3 separate regions of the Mus musculus genome follow, and all the other regions are linked to region 3. Evidence: chromatin contacts called from public Hi-C and HiCAR-type data. All regions are on one chromosome and are shown on one strand. The core of a region is the stretch at or near the end of the contact, and the rest is flanking DNA. Distances in the headings are between cores, read along the strand shown.

The links. Hi-C and Micro-C count contacts between places; a contact is called where the count stands out from the background. HiCAR-type assays count read pairs that join an accessible place to other places.
Region 1: a contact with region 3 is called in a HiCAR-type map of astrocytes, with 2.3 times the contacts expected there. The contact joins two enhancer-like sites. A contact is called at or near these places in 2 of 39 promoter capture datasets (the C10 cell line and hippocampal neurons) and 1 of 115 datasets of contacts at active chromatin or transcription factors (astrocytes).
Region 2: a contact with region 3 is called in a Hi-C map of neural progenitor cells, with 8 times the contacts expected there. The contact joins two enhancer-like sites. A contact is called at or near these places in 1 of 15 datasets of contacts at CTCF or cohesin (the NIH/3T3 cell line) and 1 of 484 Hi-C or Micro-C datasets (neural progenitor cells).

What each region holds. Positions count from the first base shown.
Region 1 is chr12:54,195,825-54,200,443 of GRCm38.p6, forward strand. All of the region lies in intron 1 of Egln3 (egl-9 family hypoxia-inducible factor 3), which reads right to left. Among named protein-coding and RNA genes, the nearest start is that of Egln3, 5.7 kb to the right of the region's middle. Within about 2 kb of position 1,722, at least 48 of the 459 cell types and tissues checked have an H3K27ac peak or open chromatin away from gene starts, as enhancers often do. A contact at or near this core is called in astrocytes, where this site is marked.
Region 2 is chr12:52,916,220-52,920,862 of GRCm38.p6, forward strand. All of the region lies in intron 5 of Akap6 (A kinase (PRKA) anchor protein 6), which reads left to right. Among named protein-coding and RNA genes, the nearest start is that of Gm51971, 120 kb to the left of the region's middle. Within about 2 kb of position 3,107, at least 6 of the 459 cell types and tissues checked have an H3K27ac peak or open chromatin away from gene starts, as enhancers often do. A contact at or near this core is called in neural progenitor cells, where this site is marked.
Region 3 is chr12:53,446,803-53,450,958 of GRCm38.p6, forward strand. The region is part of intron 2 of Npas3 (neuronal PAS domain protein 3); the gene reads left to right. Among named protein-coding and RNA genes, the nearest start is that of 1700030L22Rik, 130 kb to the left of the region's middle. Within about 2 kb of position 1,514, at least 38 of the 459 cell types and tissues checked have an H3K27ac peak or open chromatin away from gene starts, as enhancers often do. A contact at or near this core is called in astrocytes and neural progenitor cells, where this site is marked.

The DNA.
Region 1 (4,619 bases), core at 472-2,971, 750 kb after region 3:
AAGATGAAATGAAGCTAGCCATAATCTTACGGAACTGTATAATACAAAGCACAGTGGTCTCTGAATTCAGGAACTTCTAAATTGAAGAGAGGCAGAACAAGTCCTGGGGCCACCTAGGCAGGAGACAGAGGATAGACTTCCCAAGACAGGCATTACATGGCCTGGGAACTATAGAGTAGAAGACAATGGAGAGGCAAGCTGGCTGTGCCTAGCAAGTCTCTTTCCAGCATTTCAGGGTATAGGAATGAAGGTAGTTGGGGAAGATTAAGGGTAAAAGGGCCAGGAGGTCAGACAGAAAAGGCCTCTAGGATTCAGCAGAGGCTCAAAGGGTTATTACAGTGGATAATGGGAAGGGAACGGCTCTGGTTATTATCCTGCTTTTAAGAATAGGAACTCCAGACCTAGGGGAGCCTGCACAACCAGATTCTAGCAAAGGCAGAGGGAGGGATTAACAGAGAAAGAAGGTGAGAAGCCAAGGCAGCCACTCTTCTTCCTTAAGGATGTCTACTGAAGACAGAACATTCTACTTGAAAAGAAAACCAGGAAAACTTGCAGTTCCACGGTGAAGCTGTGAGCTACATACTGTTACAACAGCAACATGGGCCCGGTTCTGACCTGTGTGTCCCTGGCTAAATGGTGAAGAGAAGGTTTGATGGTCCATTCAAATCACTCAAAGTAACCTACAAAACAAGGTGAGTATGGAAAAAGCTGGGTTTTGTTTGCTTAAAAAAAAAAAAAAAAGACAAAATTGTCAAGAGGAGGGAGCAGTTTTGTATACTGTCCCTGAGGTTGGGATGAGCTGGCTAGAGAGAGGTGCTTTATCATTCATCCAGTGAGTACCAGAGGCAAGCCCAGGACAACATGCAAACAACGCCTCCAAACAGCCCCACAGCTTCACGGTCTCCCATTAAAGTCAAAACCAGGCTTCGCTGGCACTTGGAACTGGGTTTCCCATTTTGTCTTCTGACTGGCAAACAATCCAGACTACGATCACATCCTTCAATTATACGGACGTGGAGGTTATTTTGGTTTTGAAAGGCAAAAAATAATTAACATAAGACACACGCGTTATTTTAGTGATTTTTCTGGTTGATGTCACCAAATACCTGACAAGAAGCATCTTAAGATAGGAAAGGTTTGCTTTGGATTAAAATTTGAGGGAATTCCTGGCCAGGGAAGGCATAGAGAGTGGGGAGCTGCTGCTCAATTGCCGACAGCCAGGAAGCCAAGAGTACATAGTACATGAGGGTTTCCAAACCACGAGACCCTCCCCCAGTGACCCACTTCCTCCAGCAAAGCTCCACTTTCTAAAGGTTTTACAACTTTACAAAACAATGCCAACTCGGGAATAAATGTTCAAACACCTAAACTTACGGAGGGGGTAGTTTACATCAAAGCGACAACCCATATTTACTCTAAAACTTGGGCAACATTATCGATGTGGCTTCTAAAGAATCAAAAATTGGCTTGCCTTAATAAGGATGCATCGATGCTGTTCTGAGCATAGGGGATACTGGGCAAGCGGCCAAATAAACCCCAATTCAAAACCTGAGGGGCTACATTTAACAGTGTAGAGCAGGAGTCAGTAAGGCTGAGATGAGCAAGGGGTAAGAGATGCACAGTTCACCAAAACCATGGGCAGAAACTCATCCACAAGAGGAGGCAAACTGAAGCAAGTGCTATTCTGGGTGAAGATAGAAATAACCGAGAGAAAAGGGTACAAGTCCTATGTATAATTAACCAAGCTCACTAATCTTACTTGGCAAACACCCACAGAGCTACGAATCCAAGCCAAATCAATGGTTCCTGGCCATCTGCCAAAGTTGGATTCTTTCGTCTGGCATCATAAAATGATCTGTCTGTTGTATTTACAATCCCAGTACCTCTGGATTCAGTCACCCACTGGGCACCCCTGGCAGATACCCAGCGGAAAACATCAGAACTATCATTACTGTCAGAACGTGTGCATTTGACAAACACCGGAGGAAAGTGACAGATATCTCGAAGCATTAGTTAACGGCCACAAAGTACTGCTGCAGAGGAAGCGTCAAATCTGTGGCTAAAATAACTTTAAAAAACAAAAACAAAAATGAGTAGCCTTGTCCACTGTGCGAACTTGTTCACTACTCTTCGGTCTTCAATAGGCTCGAGTCAAATGTTCTTTGTTTACCCAGCATCAGAGAATTCAGCCAAAAGTAGAGATGCCGAGCAGACCAAAGTCCCAGGGGAGCAGCCTTCTGAGCCTTGCCCTGAAGGACGCATCGTACTGTGGCGTTTGAAGGTGCTCACCTGGCAGTGCCGTTCAGTAAAAGTCTTCAAGCCTCGGCATATTGTCTCCCATATAAGGCGTGCTCCCAGGATACAGTCCTGGGATGCAAAACTATTTTTATTATTAGGAAAAATCTAGTTTTCCTAGCCAGAGTCAGGAGTGAATTTACCAAATTTGCATTAAGCTGTCAGAAAGAGAAACAGTTTCCTGACATCCAAGAGCCCTTTATAGAGATAGGCAATTAAGCACCATGAAGATGCTTAGCATTTTCAGTCTGAGCCATATTTAAAAATTTCAGATAAAAAACTGAATGCACATGGCAGAGTTCACCAGCCAGTCCTGGGCCACATGACTCATGATGACCCAGCCCTAGCCTTGGAGGCACCTGTTCCCACAAGCCCTACCATGAAATCTCCCTCACTCCTCTTACCAGGGCTGTGTTCTATAAATGACTTCCTCAGACAGTTTAAGATTTTGACCACAGAGACACTGCAAATCTCTGCTCTCTAAGGATCACACCTTGTCATGGGCTCAAGCAACCGTATTTGTGACAAACAATTCTCTATGCTTGCACCACCCCAACCAGGTCTCCTAGTTCCCCAGAGCTAAGGTCAAAACAGTGAGTGCAGCTTTCCCCAGGGCAGTGGAAGCTGGGAAGCTGGGCTGCTGTTCAAGCTTCAGGCCATCTTACCTAAGAGCTGAAGCAGCCGGTGCAAGGCATCACCATGAGCCATGCGTGTGGAGCAGCAGCAAAGGCTGGGTTAGAAGGATGAAGGGGAAGAAACGCAGAACAGAAATGGAGAAAAAAGAAAGGTCTCAAAACTCAGAGAGCGCAGGGCGTGGTGGCACAGACTTTAATCCCAGCACTCGGGAGGCAGAGGCAGGCGGATTTCTGAGTTCGAGGCCAGCCTGGTCTACAGAGTGAGTTCCAGGACAGCCAGGGCTATACAGAGAAACCCTGTCTCAGAAAACAAAAAAAAAAAAAAAAGAAAAAAAAAAACTCAAGAGAGCTCACACCAGCTGGGTAGGAAGGCTCGAGATTTTATTGCCCACCCCCCCACCCCCCACCCCCGTTCTCTGAGACTCCTGACTGCTTTTCCTGCACTTGTGTCTTGAGAGAAGTCAGATCAGCAAGGTACATCTTCCCATTTTTGCTTAGAGTCATTTCCAACCAACATAAGTTCCATTAAGTAACAAGCATTCTTAACAATACCAGAAGGGCAGGCCAAACAGCTGCTCCACTAGGGGAAAGCAAGCCCAAGCCCCCACCCCCACCCCCACCCCAGGCTACACACTCTTGTTCATTAGCCTCCTGCTGCTCAGTCCTCTGTCTTGTCACAAGGAAAGGACTGATCTGTCTGCTCACAATACAACCTTTTTAACCCCCTTGCCCACAGATGCCCTGGTCAGGGTCCTAACAACCAGTCTAGCAATGCTTGCCTAAAACCAACACTGGAAGAACTAACTCAGCACTTCCCTTGCACCTCAGATGCACTCAAGTGGCCCACACCATATCCACAGTGTGTGATGTGTGTCTCATGGCTTGAGACACAGTTAACGAGGAACTAGACTAGCCTACAGTTCACATGTATTTGTGAGTATAAGCTGGCTCACAGGAGTCCTGCACTGAAACTCAGAGACACACATGCACATTTGGGGTGCTAAACAGGAAGGCCTGAAGTTACGAACAGACTCAAGTCAGACTCATTTGAAGAAGAATCTCAAAACTAACCTGGAGCTTTTAAACAAAGACGAAAACTGGACATTCTAAGAATTTTACATGTATTGGTATAAAGTTCTTTTTCCTAAAGCTTTTGAATTATTATTTTACACTTGATAGGGCCCCAAGTGACTTAACTTATCTAAGGCCACAAGGCTTAGTAACACCAATCCTCCCCCAACCTCTTTCTAAAACTGCCTCTGGGCCCTGACTGAGAGACTTTGGGTCTATTATTTAAGTGCTTCGTTCATTTTGGGCCAAGGCTCAGAGACGAAAGTAAAATAAGTACTGTGCTGAGCAGAGGCACCAGGCAGCACAAACTGCTCAATAAACGGTATTTATTATTGTTAGCGTTCCCAACTCTGAGTCTACAGTGAATGCTTCAGGCAAAGGGACATTCGGTTCTATAAATTACACGTTCTCTGGAAAACAGCCATTTGCAAGCTCTAGGCAGCCAAAGAAAAAGGAGCAAATTATAAGCAGTATTTATCTTGGATATGGTCTAGATCTTCAGGAGGGAGTAGGAACAGATAACCATTGCTAGTTGGAAAGCAATGACCACACTTGAGGGTAGGGGGCGCCATGATACTCCTCGGGACCACAGGGACTTTTCCCAGAGGGACTCCAAAC
Region 2 (4,643 bases), core at 1,857-4,356, 530 kb before region 3:
TAAACCAGAAAAGAATTTTCATTGCTATTTCCTAATTGCAACTTTGCTACTGTTATGAACTGTAATGTAAACCTCTGGGTTTTGACCCTCCCAAATCTCCTAAGGGGTCTCGATCCACAGGATGAGACCCCCCCCACCCCGCCCCCGTGTGGAGCACGCTGCTTGAACCTGCCTTCTCTTGGGCCTTTCTATTGAACAGAGATGACCATAGGGTATACGATATAGTCCTGACCAGGAAAATTATATAAGATAAATGAAGGAGTTCAGAGAAAAGGTTTAATGTTTTCCTAGAGATAATTAGATGAAGGCCTTGAAGGGCATAGATTACTCTGTTGGATCAAATGAGAGGAGAGAGCTGGGGTAGGGACATCACGGTGAGGGTCATGGAGGAAAAGAGTGGAAGGGGACTGTCAGGTGAGGTCGAGCCTCCACTTGAGCCTTGAAGGGCGCTACTGGACAGTAAGGGACACTAAGTGACGATTTAAATCGCCAAATGTTTCTCAGGGGTACTGAAACTTTTGGCTTTGTGTCAAGCAGAAGAGTGACAGGAGTCAGTCACAAGTCCCATGGGGGTAAGGCCAGGCTGGCATAGTTTAGCTGAATGATCACAGTAGAGGACTGGCTTGAATAGAGTATTTGATGTTCTACTACGGACAAGCAGTTATCATTCTTCAAAAATGATGGATTTTTGCCTGGCTGTGTGCAGACATGGCAGAAACTACTCGAAGTGGGTGGCAGTATAAAGGTCTGAGGAGAGGCCTCCCTCCTGTCCTCTCAGACACCAGCTCTCTGCTCTTTCTTGATATCATCACACGATTATCCCAAGTATTTAAAAACAGCTACACATATGTGCGGTGCTTTGTGCCCAGCTTAAACTAGCAACAGATCAAAAGCAGTAACTATAACACAACTTTATCCTCTTTGGATGGCTTTAACAGTATTTCCATCTGGGGTACTCTGTGATTTTCTTTAAGCAATCCTTTATGCTAGACCCTTAGGTTATGTGTAGTCTTCTATCTCCAACGATGCTTCTGTGCACATGCTCAGACCTTAATCATCTTGTTTGGTATGAGCATGTCCTTACATTCAGACTTTCTGGCTAAAAAGGCTATACACGTTCAAAACTTTCATCTATTACTAGATTGTCTTTGGAGACGATGCGGTGTGTGCTCCGTGCTGAGCACGCCCACTGCCGTCTGCTGTTGAAGCTTGTTGCACACTGCTTAGCCTTGTCCATGCGGTGGTTAGCAGGGATGACCACTGTGCTTCCAGCATTTGGGGTGGGGTTGTCACCTTCTCCATGTTTGGGGGCATCGTTTGCATTTCTTTCCTTGGGTCTGTCTGCTCATTATCTGTGTCTGGTCTTCTGTTGGGTCATTACTATTCTACTTCTGGATTTACATGCATTTCTTAAATACCAAAGGAAGCAGTCCCTTGTCTGTGCCGTGAATGGAAAATATCTCGAAAGGAAACCATCAAGAAGTCTCTTCCAAACGTACAGGGACATCTCAACAATTTGTGCCTGTACTTAGGCAGACTTGGGAAGCCATGCTGGACCTCTGCACCTGGCAAAACCAGGCATGAAAATCAAAGCTAAAACCTTAGATATAGAGGGTCGAGTTTAAGATCAAAGAGTTTGTAGGTGGATTCGGAGATTAAGAACATCAGAGCAAGCCGGGCGGTAGTGGCACACGCCTTTAATCCCAGCACTCAGGAGGCAGAGGCAGGCGGATTTCTGAGTTCGAGGCCAGCCTGGTCTACAGAGTGAGTTCCAGGACAGCCAGGGATACACAGAGAAACCCTGTCTCTAACAAAACAAAACAAAACAAAACAAAACAAAACAAAACAAAAACCCAAGAACATCAGAGCAGTGGGAATGGAATACTGGGTGAGTGGGAGTGGGTTGGGGGAGGGGGACAGGAGCAGATTACAGGGCGAATCAGGGGTTCACACCAAGAGCTGCTTTTGAGACTCGCTCATGTTCAGTCAGAAATGTCAGACAACATCTTTTTGTCTGCCCTGTTCTGGTCTATGGCACCCTGAACTACACCCAACTGAGTGTGGGAAAGACTCAGATGCAGGGAGGTGTGTAGATGGATGAATGCTTCTCCGCATGAGCCGGGCCTCCAGGCACTGCCAGGTGTGTGTGTGTGTGTGTGTGTGTGTGTGTGTGCGCGCGCACACCAAGCTACTGGGACATCATCACTCCACAGATGTAGCAGTGTGTAGTGTGGACTGAGGAAGCGCGATTCAGCCCCTGCCTTTCACTCAATGTCTAGTTAAAGAGAAACATCACGCTACACTCAGTGAGAAAAGCAAACAACGTGAGACAGCATAAAGCGAAAAGCACAGACCTCCACCCTGCCGACTAACCAGCCCAGGCAGTCTGCTCTGTGTTCTGTGGAGCCCTTTTATGTGAGACGAGCACACTTGCAAGTCCGTGTTGGATATAAGTCAGTAAAGTGCTTCCACAGACCTGTTTCCATCTGTATACAAAAGAACTCCGGTACATTCTCACAGCTCCTTAGTGTTTGATCACGTGGACATGCCCCGGCTTATTTAATTAAATCTTGTCATGATGGGCACTTTAGCTTCTTCCTTATTTCTGCTTTCTTTTTTCAAACCGTGCTCCACGAATATTCAGTCTAACACTGGCAGACAACCTTCTTGTCCTTTTCCAGGCAGCCTGCAGCAGCAGCTCAGGGACCCCATGTAATAAAAAAAACCTCTATCATCCTCTAGGAACAGCTTTCACTGTAGGTAATAAGAACCGAGGCAGATCCGTGTTTGTGCGTGGGAAATCTGAGTCCCCATTTACAGGTGGACTTTAAAAGCACAGCCTTTTGACCCTCTTTGTTCATCCTAGTATTAGTGCCTGCAATTTGTGTTGGCTGCCACAAGGTGGCAGAGGAGCACCAGACTCCACTTGTTCTCGAGGTCCCATCTTTATTGTGCCCTCGCCCGGATCTTCATAAACACAATTGGATTTAACTAGAGGACCGGACGTGTCTGGTTAGGAGAATGATCAGAAAATGCAGACGCACACGTCTCCCATCACCATCTAGATCTCTGTGCTTCATTTCTGATTCAATCGCCTTTATTTCTACCCCAAGAAAAACCAGCGTTCCCAAACACTTCTGACTGCTGGTCTTTTGCTGGCCCTCCTGTGTCTACCTCTGCTCCATTTTTCATTGCTTGAAGTTAAGAGATCACAAGAGTTTGTTTTTCACCTGCCGCTCACCTTTCCTGCTTCCCCTTCTCTGCTGAGATGACGGACAGCCATGGCCTAAGCAAGTTGAGCTTCCTTCACAAGAACAGGAGCTGCCTGCCGTGGGGCTGTGCTCCTCAGGAACAGGGCTCAGTCAGCCAGACTTCAAAGCCCAGAGCGTGCGTTGGGCCCAGTTGCCCACCACCCCCTTCAGCCTCAGGAGCAAGGCTACAGCTTTCTGAGTGCTCTGACGTTCCATTTGCTTGTCCCTTGGCTCCCATCAGTTTAAAGTGTGGCTGAGTGTTTAGCAGGATATGGTACCATTTCTCCTGTTTATCTGAAATACTCAGCACCCAGCCTGAGTCGTTTGCTGTGGTGGTGGTGGTGGGGTCTGTCAGGAACTACAGCATTCGGGCATTTTGCCTTTGCTTGTGACATGGAGGGGGCATAGGCAGAGAGGGAGGCTCATTTTGGCCATGTGACGGTCATAACCACATTCCAGTGCTCTCATGGTTCATTCTGTGTGTCTAGGAGACTCGTGTTACTTTTCCCAGTCAGGAAGAACTGCACTTCCTTCCTGCTTGGTTTAAGGGCTCTTAGGCCATAATATGTAACAATTCTCATGATTTTGAATATCGTTAGTGCCCAGTTTACTAACTTATAGCTTACTTTTTTCTCAGACAGTAATGGCTGCTTTTAACTAGATGATCAGAGAAGTGGTGAGCTTATTGAGCACAGCACATCCAGAGCTATGGTGTACTGAGCACTGAAGAAAAGTTTGCAGACAGGCCTTGCGTTCTGTGGGCCATGCACAGGACTGGCTGAGGGCATTGATTAAGGACCAGGGACTCACATCTTATCACATGGAATTTTGGGAACTTGAATCAGTTTATCTGGTATATATAGTAAAAACTTCAGATTTTTATATTAACCAGGAGAACATTTACCTATGGGATGACTTTTGGGAAGGTGACATTAGCAGTGGTAGGCGAGGAAGACTCTCCTATTTGGGCGACTTTTGCACATCTTCCTTGAGTACTTAAGAGTGTATGGTAGGAATGGCTCACATCTTCTTAAAGAAGTTGAAATTCTGTGTTTTGGCTAGTGAATCTGTGACAAGAAGGGGGAACCCGAAGGTTTCCTTTTGTTTGTAGGGGTGTGATTCATCTCCTTTGGCAAGATAAAGCAATTAAAAAAAACCACAATGGAAATAAAAATGATAATTCAGCTATTAGAAGGGTTAACATCTCTGCAGCTTTAATATTACTTCTTAAAAATATGAACATTGTATGACTAGACAGGATGTTAATAACTTGACATTACAAAAATTTATTAAATTTATTTTTAAAGTGGTTTGGTTCCCCCTTTTGAATGCATAAAGCGTGTGGGAGTTGGAATGGATCTGCCCCAGGCTGCCAAAACAAGATTTTAATGG
Region 3 (4,156 bases), core at 264-2,763:
AAAAAAATGTGGGAGAAAATTACCATTGTACTTTAGAATTTCTCTGATTGTATTGACTGATTGTGCTGTCATAAGAGCACTGGGAACCGGCAGGGGCTGTGGCCACTGAAGAGACACAGAATCCTTTTCAGAAAGAGCTTGTCTGATGGTTTTTGCATGGCCAAATATTTCAAAATGATAATAATGTTTAACGTGAGGTTTTAATTTGAGACTTGTGAAAAATCCCTGCCTTCTACAATTTGTCTTTTTGAAGCGTCTGCTTGTGGGAGGTTTTTTGTTGTTGTTGTTGTTTGGTTTTTGGTTTTGGTTTTGGCTTTGGTTTTGGTCTTTTAATGTTCCTCCTATCCCACAGGAAAGCATCGAACCATTCTCTTCAGATTCTGTCAGGAAAAAAAAAAGTGAAAATGTTTAAGTTTGCAAGAAAGTTTTATAAACATTTAAATTTTGTCAAGGAGTTTTATTTGCTGGACAGTGACACAGAGAACTTATTGAGAGACTCAAGATAACTAAAACTCTTTTCTTTATGTAACTGTCTCATATTCTTGATTAAAGCGTTTTCCAAAGAAGAAAATTTTTACCAGTCACAGATATTATTCTGAAATCTTCTAAACTGGAATTGAATGTATATAAATTTATACACTTTAAAATATCAAAATTATTATTAAAAACAATTACAGATATATTTCTAGTAGTTTGGTGGTAGAAAATAGTGCTTACTGAGAATGTGTCATGTGTCAGGTGCTGTGCTAAGTACTCGAAGGGATTGAATTCACTCCTCTAGTCAGATGGTGAGGGACCCCAGGTGCGGTGAAGTTGAATAACTTGGCTTTGGCTGCGTGCCCAGAGCTCTATATGAGGTGACCCAGGCTCAGATGCACAAACGCTATGTGTTCTCTTTCACATGAAAAGCATGGGCTCTAATTTTTATGCGTGTTCACTCTGTGAGCATGGATGTATGTCGAATGTATGAATGTATGAGTATGCAAGCACAGGCTCCTGACTCAGAACTCGATGCTCCTCCAGCAGCCAATTCACTCATTCCTTCTGTACTGGCGACAGAGAATTAAGACAATAATTCCCCTTTTCATGGTTATGCCATTAAGAATTTAATAGGACTTTTGATATAGAGCCATGAGAATTCTTCAGGGAATGGTTTAAGATGTGGAGGAAAAAAATGTATTGAAGAATTCTCTAAAAGGATAAGAGTCGAATTTAGCAGAGTAGAAGTTAGGTTTGGGGCAGAAGAAAATCAATCCAGATAAATGGGTCAGCATTCATCACTTGTTCAACAAATAGGTATTGTGCTAGGTGCCAAGCGTTGGGCCTGGCCCCTGAGAGTGCTGGGTGATTGATTTGTGTTAGGTTGACTCCCTGCAGGGATTATTCACAAACAACCTTCCCATGTAAATAGGAACTTTAATTACAGAAGAGAAGGGTTAAAGTCTTTCTGGTTGGACTGTGGTGTGGAGTTTTGTTTCCCTGCAAAACGGAGCAGGCTCTGAAGCAGTGTAACAAACCAGCAGGAAGCTGCATTCCACGGGATTTCTATGGGGACCACAGAGACTCTGTTCCAATGCTTAGGGCAGTGGTTTGAAGTTTAAAGTAGCTTCAGGCTAAAGTGGGAGCTGGATAGCCCCACTCAACTAAACTGTAAAACTGAAACCATGCACAATGTAAATAAAACTGGGTCCATAGCTTCCTGCTCATCTGGAGGCCTTATCAAGGCCTTGCTTACAGTTTCTTTTTGTTAAAAGAGAGAAAATAGTGGGAAATTGGGAGTATTGTGCCACACTGAAAATCTAAATATCTGTTTCTTTATTTGCACTATAACTTTTTTTGTCTGTTCAGTTAGAGGCAAATTGGGGAAAGCAGACCCTTCAACCTCCCTCCACCCCCCCCCCCAAAGAATCAACTCACAGGAAAAACAATACTTTCTGTATCAGACTTAGGCTCAGCCTGTCGAGGAGAAAGGAAGTCATGTTCTGAGATGAGTTTGTTTAGTACTTAGCTTCTGTCTGCCCTCTGTGAAGTACTTAGTATCTCTTGTATGCCTGATCAACAATGGATGCTATCTGTTAGTGGGAGAATCTCCCTGTCTTCTGGTTCCCCTGACACATTCGATGGTTAAGTTTACTAGGTGCCACCTTACTAGGTCTCTGGTCCTTCAGTTGCTGCAGCTGCTGAGGTGGTCATTGACATAAGGGTTGGCTTCCCTGGTCGGTAACCTGTGAGTCTTGTTGGATAACAGGCTTCTCAGTTATCACCATTGAAGTTCTTTGTTTGTTTGTTTGTTTGTTTGTTTTCGAGACAGGGTTTCTCTGTATAGCCCTGGCTGTCCTGGAACTCACTTTGTAGACCAGGCTGGCCTCGAACTCAGAAATCTGCCTGCCTCTGCCTCCCAAGTGCTGGCATTAAAGGTGTGCACCACCACTGCCTGGCACCATTGAAGTTCTTAATGGTATTGAATTTGGGCCCCATCTTTTTATTTGTGCCAGGATCTGCAAGTCCTATGGAGTCATATGGCATATTGTCTTCCGGTATGGGCTTCTTTCCCACAGGACATCACGCCACAGACTTCAGCCTTTAGCCAGTCCCAATGTCACCTTGCCTCATCTCTGAAACCTGTTAGAGTCCCTAGACACGCATTAATCAGCACAGCTCCCCTTTGTGTGTGCTTCTGTGGTAGCCTGAGTTCTGCCCTGTCCTGAACTCTTGGTGGATGTTTCTGTTTCCCTCAGTGCATAGTGGGTTCTTAGAGGGAGATTAGGAAACATCTAAGCATTCTGTATTCCTTTCTATTCCGTTTTGTGACCAGTCCCTGCCACTACTCTGTAAATGCTTGTTAAACTGAAGTGAATTAAATAATCTGCCCTTTTAACTGAAAGTACAGAAATTTACATTTAATGTAAAGTCTCTTTGATAGACACATCGCCTTCATTGCGGCTCTCTTCTAATGTAGAATTATGGCGCTGGCCCCTGTGGAACAGCAAGAGAGAGAAGGATTGGTATACATTTGATTCTGCCTCACTTATAAATTTGGGGGGGGGGGTGGGAAATACCAATGAAGTCATTTGACTAATTTTAAGACGTTTAAAGAATATGGAAATTGAGCTTAGGAGCGAAAGGTTAGCTGAGGGCGAGGCAAAAGCTTTTCATTTCACTGTGTGTATCTCTAAAGGAGATTGAAAGGCCTGGCCTGCTCCTCGCCACACTTCAAACTGTCCCCGGATTTCCTTTCAACATAATTTAAGTAGGACACTGTAACAGTTGAAATCATCTTAATTCTGTACTTTTCATACCATGAACATTTCATAATATAGTTCTTTAAATCGCCTAAAATAGAATTTTCAACGCTTGATGTCTTCACAGGAAGTAGAACTCTAACAGTTCATATCCTGTCTACAAATTACAGGCCATGTTTATTAGGCACAAAAGAGGATTCAGATGGCTGTACCAAACGAGAATGCCACAAACAGCTTAGGCATCTTTCTAGACCCACTCAAGCTAGATAGAGAATTGATTTTCAACGCATTGTAATCTACTGAAGAGAAGGTCCCAAAGCATCTTCTTAAAGTATTCAAGACAAGTGAAGAGCCGGCGAGCTAACAGGAAAGGAAAACATGGCGAGTGTACACACAACCATCTCTAGATACGCAGATACATTTAAGTCAGCCCACGGAGGACCACATCTGTTTAACATGGATTTGTACTGTAGAGATCTACAATTCTTGGGCTCTAAAACGATGTATCCATTCAGGAAAACAAAGGACAGTGCTAATTTTGCAAATATTTATGTATAAAATGGAGTCTGAGGGATGCACAGTTGTAAGGAATATGACTTTAAGGACAGAAGAGTGAGAGAAAAACATTCTTTGTGGTGTTATGTGGTAATAGAACATCGCTAGTTGCTCTATTGGGAGGAAGACACTCATTTCAGCTTGAGTTAATGCTTGCATGTGGGAAGTTTGAGACAATACTTAGTGTCTACCTATGCAGAGAGTGGTGTGCTCTCAGTAATGAAAATCTTTGCTTAGACAAGGAAGCAGCCTTGGGGAGAGTCTATGTCCCAGGAGCAGCAAACAATCCAAGCAAACTTCACCCAAACCTCTGGCCTTTTCCTGTATCTGTGAGAAGTGGGGTGGAGAGCATGACTGCC